Linked DNA regions of Macaca mulatta: region 2 is linked to region 1. The links are chromatin contacts, called in public Hi-C maps. All regions are on one chromosome and are shown on one strand. Each heading gives the region's core, a stretch centred on a gene start, on an enhancer-like site or on the middle of the called end of the contact. The rest is flanking DNA. Distances are from core to core; before and after follow the strand shown.

What was found. A called contact is a pair of places that touch in the nucleus more often than the background predicts.
Region 2: a Hi-C map of fetal cortical plate shows a contact between it and region 1, with 4 times the contacts expected there. The contact joins two enhancer-like sites. A contact is called at or near these places in 5 of 14 Hi-C or Micro-C datasets (cortical neurons, fetal cortex germinal zone, fetal cortical plate and 2 more).

The regions. Positions count from the first base shown.
Region 1 is chr14:52,565,973-52,570,936 of T2T-MMU8v2.0, forward strand. All of the region lies in intron 9 of TEAD1 (TEA domain transcription factor 1), which reads right to left. Among named protein-coding and RNA genes, the nearest start is that of RASSF10, 120 kb to the left of the region's middle. Within about 2 kb of position 2,754, at least 3 of the 40 cell types and tissues checked have an H3K27ac peak or open chromatin away from gene starts, as enhancers often do.
Region 2 is chr14:53,122,692-53,127,655 of T2T-MMU8v2.0, forward strand. The region is part of intron 27 of MICAL2 (microtubule associated monooxygenase, calponin and LIM domain containing 2); the gene reads right to left. Among named protein-coding and RNA genes, the nearest start is that of PARVA, 35 kb to the left of the region's middle. Within about 2 kb of position 2,625, at least 2 of the 40 cell types and tissues checked have an H3K27ac peak or open chromatin away from gene starts, as enhancers often do.

The DNA of each region.
Region 1 (4,964 bases), core at 1,504-4,003:
ATTTTCCAAACCAAGACAGGATCTGTGTTCTGACAAAGGAATTTTAGTTATCTGTGAATTTAGGCCATTGAAAGAAGTATACAAATGTGAAATTAAATCATCCTTGGGCTCACATTTGACCAACTGCCTTTAGGAAAAAGAATCATGTTATCTGCAGGATATATCTGCAGACCTTCCATGCGGGCTCCACCACAGGCCTGCCAGTCCCCCAGAGGGGAGATCTTGGGCTCCCTCTGACTATGAAGACTGCTAACTCCCACCTCCACATCCAGGAGGTCCAGCCCCTTAGAAATAAAGGTAAGGGCCAGGACACCAGGCAGCAACACTCACTTCCTTCTGGCTGAGGGGGCTGCCATCACTAAGCCCAGTGCCCCTTCAGGAACTCTCTCCTCTCCTGGAGCCCAAATGAAATGTCCATCTGTGGATGGAGAACCATCCCTGCCCTTCCCATTTTCCGTTTTCCAGATAATGGGGTGTCACTTTCTCATACACTGTGAAATTCAGACAAAGTTCAAATAGTCAACCCTGCCATCTATTAGCCAGGTCCCAGGTGAAGTTACTTAAACTCTCTGAGCTTTCCTGTCTCCAATACATATTTCAACAAGCTTATTTTGAGAATGAAAGGCAAAAGCGTTATTACCAAGTCAGTTCTTAGCAGTCCTGCTTCCTACTCTGTTGCAGGACTCTTGAAATTATATCGGCATCCTTGGTCTCAAACACCCAGTCATTACCATTTATCCTCCTCTTCTCACAGCTCATTAATCCACAAGGCTTTTTAATTTTATCTCCGTAACATCTCTCCCCTCTGCCATTTCCTCAGCCACGGTCCCTGCCCTGGTTTGGTCCTCATCAGCCACCAGCTGGCCAACAGTACAGTTTCCTCCAGCCCTGGCTCTCTCCTGAAGCACAAATCAGATCACATCCTCGCTTTAAAAAGCAGGGTGAGGTAGGAGAATACATATTCATCTTAGACTGTATGTGCATTAAAATCTACAAAGCCTCATAAGAGAATAGTAACAGTGGCTATCTACTTAAGGGTAGGATAGGAATGAGAAGGAAGAGACGTCTCCCTTCCATTCTCTTATGCTTGGAGATTTTTTGACCACATAAATTTACTACCTCTATGAAAAGTTTAATTGATTTTAAAAATTAACTGAGGCCGTGCATGGTGGTTCACACCTGTAATCCCAGCACTTTGGGAGGCTGAGGCAGGCAAATCACTTGAGGTCAGGAGTTTGAGACCAGTCTGGACAATATGACAAAACCTTGTCTCTACTAAAAGTTCAAAAATTAGCCAGGCATGGTGCCTCACGCCTGTAATCCCAGCTACTTGGGAGGCTGAGGCAGGGGAATTGCTTGAACCCGAGAGGTGGAGGTTGCAGTGAGTCATGGTTGCGCCACTGCACTCCAGCCTGGGTGACAGAGCAAGACTCCTTCTCAAAAGTAATTGAAAAATATTGACTCCTGTTAGAATTTCAGTAGAGTCCAAAGCACCTAGTGAGCACATTCTCGCAAGCTTGATCCCTGTCCAGATCTCTGGCTCAATTTCCTTTCACATTACTGTAAGACATTCAGGTTCAGAAGCATTTGTGGAGTGCTCAGTATGTTCAGAGATATTACTAAATGTAATTATCACAGTGAGCGTGGCAGCGATCCTGTTATGTCCACTTAAGACAGACTGGAAACTGAGGCTGAGCTGTGAGGTAATTTGCCCCAAATCTCAAACAGCTGCTAAGAATTCTAGTATCAGTCACCTCTTTGCTGCAACTAGAGCATGATGAAAGATAGGCTCTAAAGCAGCGGTCCCCAGCCTTTTTGGCACCAGAGACTGGTTTTGTGGAAGACAATTTTCTATGGGTTGGAAAAGGAACTCAGAGGAAACCCAGAGTAACCATCTACCCAGTGTGGAAGGCCCTCAGAGGTCTGGCCTTGCTTGGGGAGCTCCTACTTTACAGACAGCTATTTTTAACTTTCGAACTTTGTCTTTATTTCTTCAAAAGTACAGTGATGTGGTTAAGAATACAGAGTGGTGGTAAACCTTGGCACAGTCACTGTTCTTGGAGATAGATCTTGATAACTTTATTTAGCGTTTCTGAGCTACGGTTCCTTTATGTATAGACTGGACATAATGCTCAGCATACTAAAACAGAGCTCATAAATGCTGGTGATCATTATTGACATAATATATAAATAAGTTTCTTGGTTGGGTATGGTGGCTCACACCTGTAATCCCAGCACTTTGGGAGGCTGACGTGGGTGGATCGCTTGAGCCCAGGAGTTCAAGACCAGCTTGGGCAACATGGTAAAACCCCATCTCTACTAAAAATACAGAAATCAGCTGGGCGTGGTGGCGCATGCCTATAGTCCCAGCTACTTGGGAGGCTGAGATGGGACGATCCCTTGAGCCTGGGAGGTCGAGGCTGCAGTCAGCTGTGATTGTGCCACTACATTCAAGCCTGAGCAATGCAGTGAGACCCTGTCTCAATTAAAACAATAAAAATAAAAATAAATCAGTTTCATATGTTGAGCGAATGTGTGCCTTCCCTGATTGGGTTTGTTCCTGTACTGTGTCACGGAACTTCTCTTCTGCAAGGCAGTGAGTGCTTCCTCAAAATCGAAAGAGAACAATCTCTTTGCCTCGTTCTCCACCCCCAACTCTTCCCTCCTCTGGTTGTGTAACTCCGCCTAAGTAAATCCCTTCTGTGCTCCCTTCCTGGCTCCTGCTCACTGTGGCATCCAGACCAAAACAGACAGGAGACACATAGCCTGGTGCCCGGGCAGTTTGAGCAGGCAGGGCTTTGCCAGCTGCTGCCCTGTGGAGGGCTGGAGGAACCCACCGTGCCCCAGAATTGAGGTGGAGGAATCACTCCAGGCTTTATCAGGAAAACCACTCCCTATGTACTTTCAGGATTTAGCTGACAGCTCAGCCAGGCCAGGTTTTCATCTACCTAACTTGGCCTCCAGAAACTGGACCCTGATTTCAGGGAGGCCCCTTTTAAATAGCCCACCCTGGGTGGAGGATATCACACTTAACACTTGAGGTCCTTTGATATGCAACACTGAAATCATGTAGAAAGTGTATTTCCAACTCAAATAGTCTCTGTTTTTTACACTCTGCCTTCCTTTCTTCACCCTCTGCTGTTTTTCTCTTAGCTTCTAGTAGAGCCAAAGGTAACAGAGGGACTGATTCGCTGGTTCTCCTCCAACATAAACCACCACCAACTTGGGGAAGCTGCTGTCTGGTTTACACACAACACGGAGCCAGCAGGGGGCGATCATCCCCCTAATTATTCTCCCATTGGCTCCTTATAGCCCTGGACTACAAAAACAGACTACTCATCAGATACAAATGGACCGTACAGCCTTTTGGTCACAATCTCAGGATGTGGAGACCTGGATCTAAATCCTATTTCCCATGTCAGTTGACTGTCTAACACTGGGCAAGCTACTTCATAAGGATTACATAAGATAATGCATAGTGTTGGCACACAGAAAATATTTAGTAAATGTTGGCCATCACTATTGCTAGGAGTGGAGGGGTTGTGAAGAAGTCTTCAGTGTTGGCAAGGGTGACATATGTGGTGAGCCAACAAGTAAATTTCAGAAAACGCTGGTTCTAAGGCCACTTCAGACTAAAGAGGAGACAAACTAAGGTTCTTCTCTTGGCTTTGCTGGTACCAAAGTGTGCAACCATGTCTTTTTTTGAGACGGAGTTTCACTCTTGTCACCCAGGCTGGAGTGCAGTGGCGCAATCTCAGCTCACTGCAACCTCCGCCTTTTGAGTTCAAGCGATTCTCCTGCCTCAGACTCCCGAGTAGCTGGGATTATAGGTACCCTCCACCATGCCCAGCCAATTTTTGTATTTTTAGTAGAGATAGGGTTTCACCATGTTGGCCAGGCTGGTCTTAAACTTCTGACCTCAAGTGATCCACCCACCTTGGCCTCCCAAAGTGCTGGGATTACAGGCATAAGCCATCGCACCCGGCCAGGAATCATGTCTTATCTTCTCTTAAGAGATGGTACAGGCAGGCTGGGGTGCAAAGCTGGCTATTATAAGGCAGCATCTCTCTAAGCCTCTTCCATAGAAAGGAATAGAATAACCTACCTCACAGAGCTCAGTAAACATGAAAGAAGTCACTAATGACAAATAGCATGGAACCTGGCTACATAGTTTCTTTTTTTGCCAGCAATACCTATCAGTTCTCTTCTCTACTAAAAATACTTTATAACCCCTTGGGTCTAATGAGCCTAAGCCATTACATGGAAGTAGGGGGAAACCTATGTACATGTCTGTCTGTAACAAAGATCTAGAGAATCCAAATGCAAAGTTTAACTTGTTTAGGGCCCTTTAATTATTGGTCACTTTGTTTGCTTCCTTATCAAATTAATGTGGTTAATGTTGGATGTTAAATTTTAAGTACTGTATGCCCAAATTTGTTAAAATGTATCAGCTGAGTTTATTTTAGATGGCCTTAATGTTTCTGTTGTTGGAGTAAAAATATAGCAAAATTAAAGTCTGAGAAGTCACAAAAACTCTAAGAGCCAAAGAAACTATCTACATGATACAAATTTTTCAGCGTAACCTTAGCCCTGAAGTACCATTATACCTTGATTGTAATAGCACCTTGTGTTTGTCCAACAAAGCACACAGTATTTAACTTGAGAGGCTGGTACTTAAGATACTGTCAAATGCTTTAAATAATTTTATTAATTCTCCATCATTTCAACTGGTCAGCCACCACTTTTTCCCTCTAGCACAAGAACCAACCTTCGGGCCCTCACATGTCCACTAAAATCAAATATAGATACTATTCACAATCTGCCACATTCATTTGCACACATTAAATCACTTGTGTTCAACTGCAGAATGAGTGTTTGTAACATGGGAATATCAGAAGCAACACCAACAATAGCGACTGAGGTTAGGCAAAATAATTTCACAGCAGTGATAGAGCTCTGGTTGG
Region 2 (4,964 bases), core at 1,375-3,874, 560 kb after region 1:
GTCATCTGGTCCAGCCATGAGCCAATGCAGGAATTCCCTCCATTCCTCCCTGACAGGTGACTGCTCTATAATTATCCATGGGATGAGGGAGCTCCCTTCTGTTCAGGAAGTCTACTGCAGGGCTGTGTACTTTTAAGTCCTGAAAACTTTCTATTGGCCTTCAATGGGTTGACAGCTAGCCATTGATTCCAGTTTTTCTCCCTGGAGGAGGATGGAAAACAGTCACTGTATATTTTACATGACAGACCTTTAGATATTTGAGGACACGTCTCAATTGACTGAAGTTTGCTCTTTTCACAGTGCCTCCAGATCGTCTGTCATTTTGTCATAGGAAGGATGCCCATTCTGCTTACACTCTAATTTTCCAAGATATATCTTAAAGACAGTCTAGAATTAAACAATATATAAACAACCCAAAATAGAGAGACCCTCTCACACCTTCATCCTATGCCCAGAGATTGAGAAGTCTTTTTAGCAGCATTTTCACTGGGGCTCTTATTTACCAGTAAATGAACTCTGGCTTTTCCACAATGGTGGTAGTTAAGTCTGATACCTTCATCTCCTACTTGTGCAACTGATCTTTTTCATAACCCAATTCAAGACTTTATATGCATCTTGTTAAATATCACCTTATTTATTTGGCCCATTATGGAGATATCTTTTGAATATTTTATCCAGCTGATACATTTCTCCTAACTCTGAGATTTCTGCAGAATTGATAAATGGGCATCCTGTACATTTATGTGATATTAGAAAGCAAAATGTCAGATGGAACTGGACATGGAAGACAGCCATCTGGCCCATCATTAGGGACCTTTCTCAGCCTTTGGATGAAGCTGACTCTATATGCACCAAACTGGTATCATCCAGCCCACATTGCTGTATCTTGTCTATGAGGCTGTTAGAGAGATGACCAAGGTCAAAATAATTTCCTGAACTGAAGTTCCACAATGTCTGTCACGTTCATTGGCACTACAAACCTTGCATCTCCACCCAGAAAAAGAAATGACATTTGTTTTTCACAGCTTCTCAATAAACACTAGTGGTTCCTAGTAATCTCAAAATTCTTTCTAAATACTCACAATTTCTTTTCTTTCTTTCTTTTTTTTTTTTTTTGAGATGGAGTCTAGCTCTGTTGCCCAGGCTGGAGTACAGTGGTGCAATCTTGGCTCACTGCAAGCTCCGCCTCCCAGGTTCACGCCATTCTCCTGCCTCAGCCTCCCAAGTAGCTGGGACTACAGGTGCCCACCACCACGCCCAGCTAATTTTTTTGTATTTTTTTTTTTTTTAGTAGAGACGGGGTTTCACCATGTTAGCCAGGATGGTCTCGATCTCCTGCCTTGTGATCAGACATCGTGCCTGGCCCACAATTTCTTTAATAATTGTTTCTAGGCTGGGCGTGGTAGCTCACGCCTATAATCCCAGCACTTTGGGAGGCCGAGGTGAGGGGATCATCTGGGGTCAGGAGTTCAAGACCAGCTTGGCCAACATGGTGAAACTGCGTCTCTACTGAAAATACCAAAAATTAGCTTGGCATGGTGGTAGGCACCTGTAATCCCAGCTACTCAGCGGCTGAGACAGGAGAATCGCTTGAAATTGGGAGGTGGAGGTTGCAGTGAGCCGAGATTGCATCATTGCACTCCAGCCTGGGCAACAGGAGCAAAACTCCATCTCAAAATAATAATAATAATAATTGTTTCTAGAATTTTGACAAGGGTCATAATTCATGTTTCTTTGCCATATGAAAAGTGGAAAATATGCTCCAAAACCTTTAGTCTTTTGGTTCCAAAATTCTCCATGAGTTTTCAAAGACTGAGGTCATACGTACAAGCTATTCCTTTTGTTTTGTTTTGTTTTGTTTTGAGAACGAATCTCACCCTGTCACCCGGGCTGGAGTGCAGTGGTGTGATCTCTGCTCACTGCAACCCCTGTCTCCCAGGTTTAAGAGAGTCTCCTGTCTCAGCCTCCTGAGTAGCTGGGATTACAGGCATGTGCCACCATGCCGGACTAATTTTTGTGTTTTTAGTAGAGATGGGGTTTCGCCACGTTGCCCAGGCCGGTCTTGAACTCCTGGGCTCAAGTGATCCACCCACCTCAGCCTCCCACAGTGCTGGGATTACAGGTGTGAGCAATCGCGCCCGGTCAATGTGCAAGATATTTCTAAAACAGGGGCTTAACTGAGCAACTTCTGATTGAGTAACGCTACATGCAAGACACTATTCTATGTTCCATCTTTCACCTGGGCTTACAACTCTCTCATTTTTTCCACCTATCTATATTCAGTCCCTTCTAGATATTTAATGTTTCTAGATTGAAGATCGTTTTCCCTTGATAGAGAAAACAGAAAAGCTGAGAGCTGAGAATTCTGCCTTTCCTCATCATCTAACATTATACCATCTGCCACACACACTGGGCCTATCCTTCCTTGTTCTCAATCCAAAAGCAGCAGCTTTCAAGACACTATTTTGCTGTCTTTAGAGCATTTTTTTGTTGTTGTTTTTCAGATTCAGCCTCTTTGCTGCATTATACCCACAGGTTCTAGCTAGACTTTTATCCAGGATTACGTATCCTTTTCTCAATCTTTTGTGTCCTAAAATCTGGCCTGTTAGAGAGTCTCTGTGCTGCCACAGTGATTCCCCTTGACACTGTACTTGACAAACACAGGTTGAACAGAATCACTCAATTTAATTATTTTTTCAGTGGAATAACTTGTAATTTTGTTGGCTACAGTTCTTTTTTTTTTTTTTTTTTTTTTTTTTTTTTAATGGAATGAAGCTCTTGTTGCCCAGGCTTGTGTGCAATGGCATGATCTCGGCTAACTGCAACATCTGCCTCCTGGGTTCAAACAATTCTCCTGCCTCAGCCTCCTGAGTAGCTGAAATTACAAGTACCTGCCACCATGCCTGGCTAATTTTTGTATTTTTAGTAGAGATAGGGTTTCACCATATTGGCCAGGCTGGTCTCGAACTCCTGACCTCAGGTGATCCACTCGCCTCGACCTCCTAAAGTGCTGGGATTACAGGTGTGAACCACGGTGCCCAGCCTATTTTTCAGTGTCTTCCTTTCTTCAGTAGTCAAACACACTTTGGGGGATCTTTGGATGTGGAATCAAGTGCAAGCTTCCAGGAATCTGCCTTCCCAAAGTGTTGGGTTCAGGGTGACTGTGCCCAGTTTAGCCTTGCTCTCCACTCCAACCATGCACCAAGAGGTTCCTCTATGATTTCCATCAGCTCCCTGCCCCCTCCCCATCAGATTCCTTCCTGTGGGTCCTGATGAAGGCAGCATTGCCCCTCGCTATAAATGCAATAGAGCAAAGTGAAAGAAGCATGGGCTTTGAAGTCAATCAGACTTTGCTCTGCCACTTACAAACATGTGACTTTGGGCACATAACCTCACATCTCTCTGCCTGAGTTTCCTCCTGTGGAAAATGGGGATGGTGATGATAGTACTACCTTATAAATTGGATTAAATGAGCTGATGCCTATCAAATGCTTAGCATTGTGCTCGGCACATAGTAAACACTCAGTAAACTGTACCGTTGTTACTCCAACCTTGCCATTTCTTCCAACATCTAGTTCTATAGTTCAGCATGGATTATTTTCTGTTCACCTTTAGAATTCAGCTAGAGTATAACCCCTGCCTTGATTATACATGGCTAAACTTTATTTTGTAACTTAACGTGAAGTTAACAGAAACTCATAAATAATACTTTTTTTTTTTGGCTTCATGTACATGAAAAGGTCATGTGGCTGTGTGGATCATCTGCACTTCTTGGGAAGACACGAACACCTGGTACCTATGCGATGGTTTGCTTATCCACATCTCCATCTGGTCCCATAGCTGCTGGTGCATGGAAAACCCTTTCAGGGGACTCTCATGACCAGTTAGGAACCAGGATGCAGCTGCAATGGTGCAGCCAAAAGGCAAGCAGCCACTGGCTGTGAATAGAATGGCCCAGTTCTCCAGCCCTTTCTTCCTCTCACCCTCTGCCTGGGTCCACTGTCAACTGGCTCTTCAATTGTTCCTGTGTCCTCATCACATGATTTTTCCTGTGAGAAATGTAAATATCCCACTTGCTGAGGTGAAATGATCAAAACCCAACACAAAATGACTTTTTATTAATAGAGTCATTTATATTGGCTTACTTTTGCCCAACAGTGCTCTCAAAATTGCAAAGCACACTATGTCACTCCCAACCACCAAGACTGGTAAATCTTAGTCCCTACCTACCCTAGGGTGACTGGCATGTAAAGGTCAACAACTTTTTTCGTTTCTTTTTTTTTTTTTTTTTTTAAGACAGAGTCTTGCTCTGATGCCCAGGCTAGAGTGCAGTGGTGCAATTTTGGCTCACCACAGCATCTACCTCCCAGGTTCAAGTAATTCTTTTCTTCAGCCTCCTGAGTAGCTGGGACTACAGGCATGCACCACCAAGCTCAGCTAATTTTTATATTTTTAGTAGAGATAGGGTTTCGTCACGTTGGCCAGGCTGGTCTTGAACTCCTGACCTCAGGCGATCCACCTGTTTTGGCCTCCCAAAGTGCTGGGATTAGAGGCATGAGCCACTGCGCCAGGCCAATAACATTTTTTGGAATGGATAGTAGTAGAGAGAAAAAATGATCTATTTGTTCTTTAGACTCATGTCTTTTTTTTTGTTTTTTGTTTTTAACCTTTTTTTTTTGTAGGTAATGCTGAAGGCTTCTCCGATTATGTATTGGTGTGTGTTTTTTTTTTTCCAAGTTGGGTCTTGTTTTGCCGTGTGGTTCATAACTATCTATCTCTTTTGATGTGATTTTGCACCTCCTTAGAATCTGTGAGAAGTCCTAATTCAGTGTTCGCTGCAATTTTGTTGATGTACTCTTCATCCTCACTGATGATCTAGGGGCCTTCAAGGGGCTTTAGAGAAAGTGGGGCAGGAACTCTCAATAGCAGTGTGCAGGGCCTCTCCCCTGGACTGGCTGGGTTTT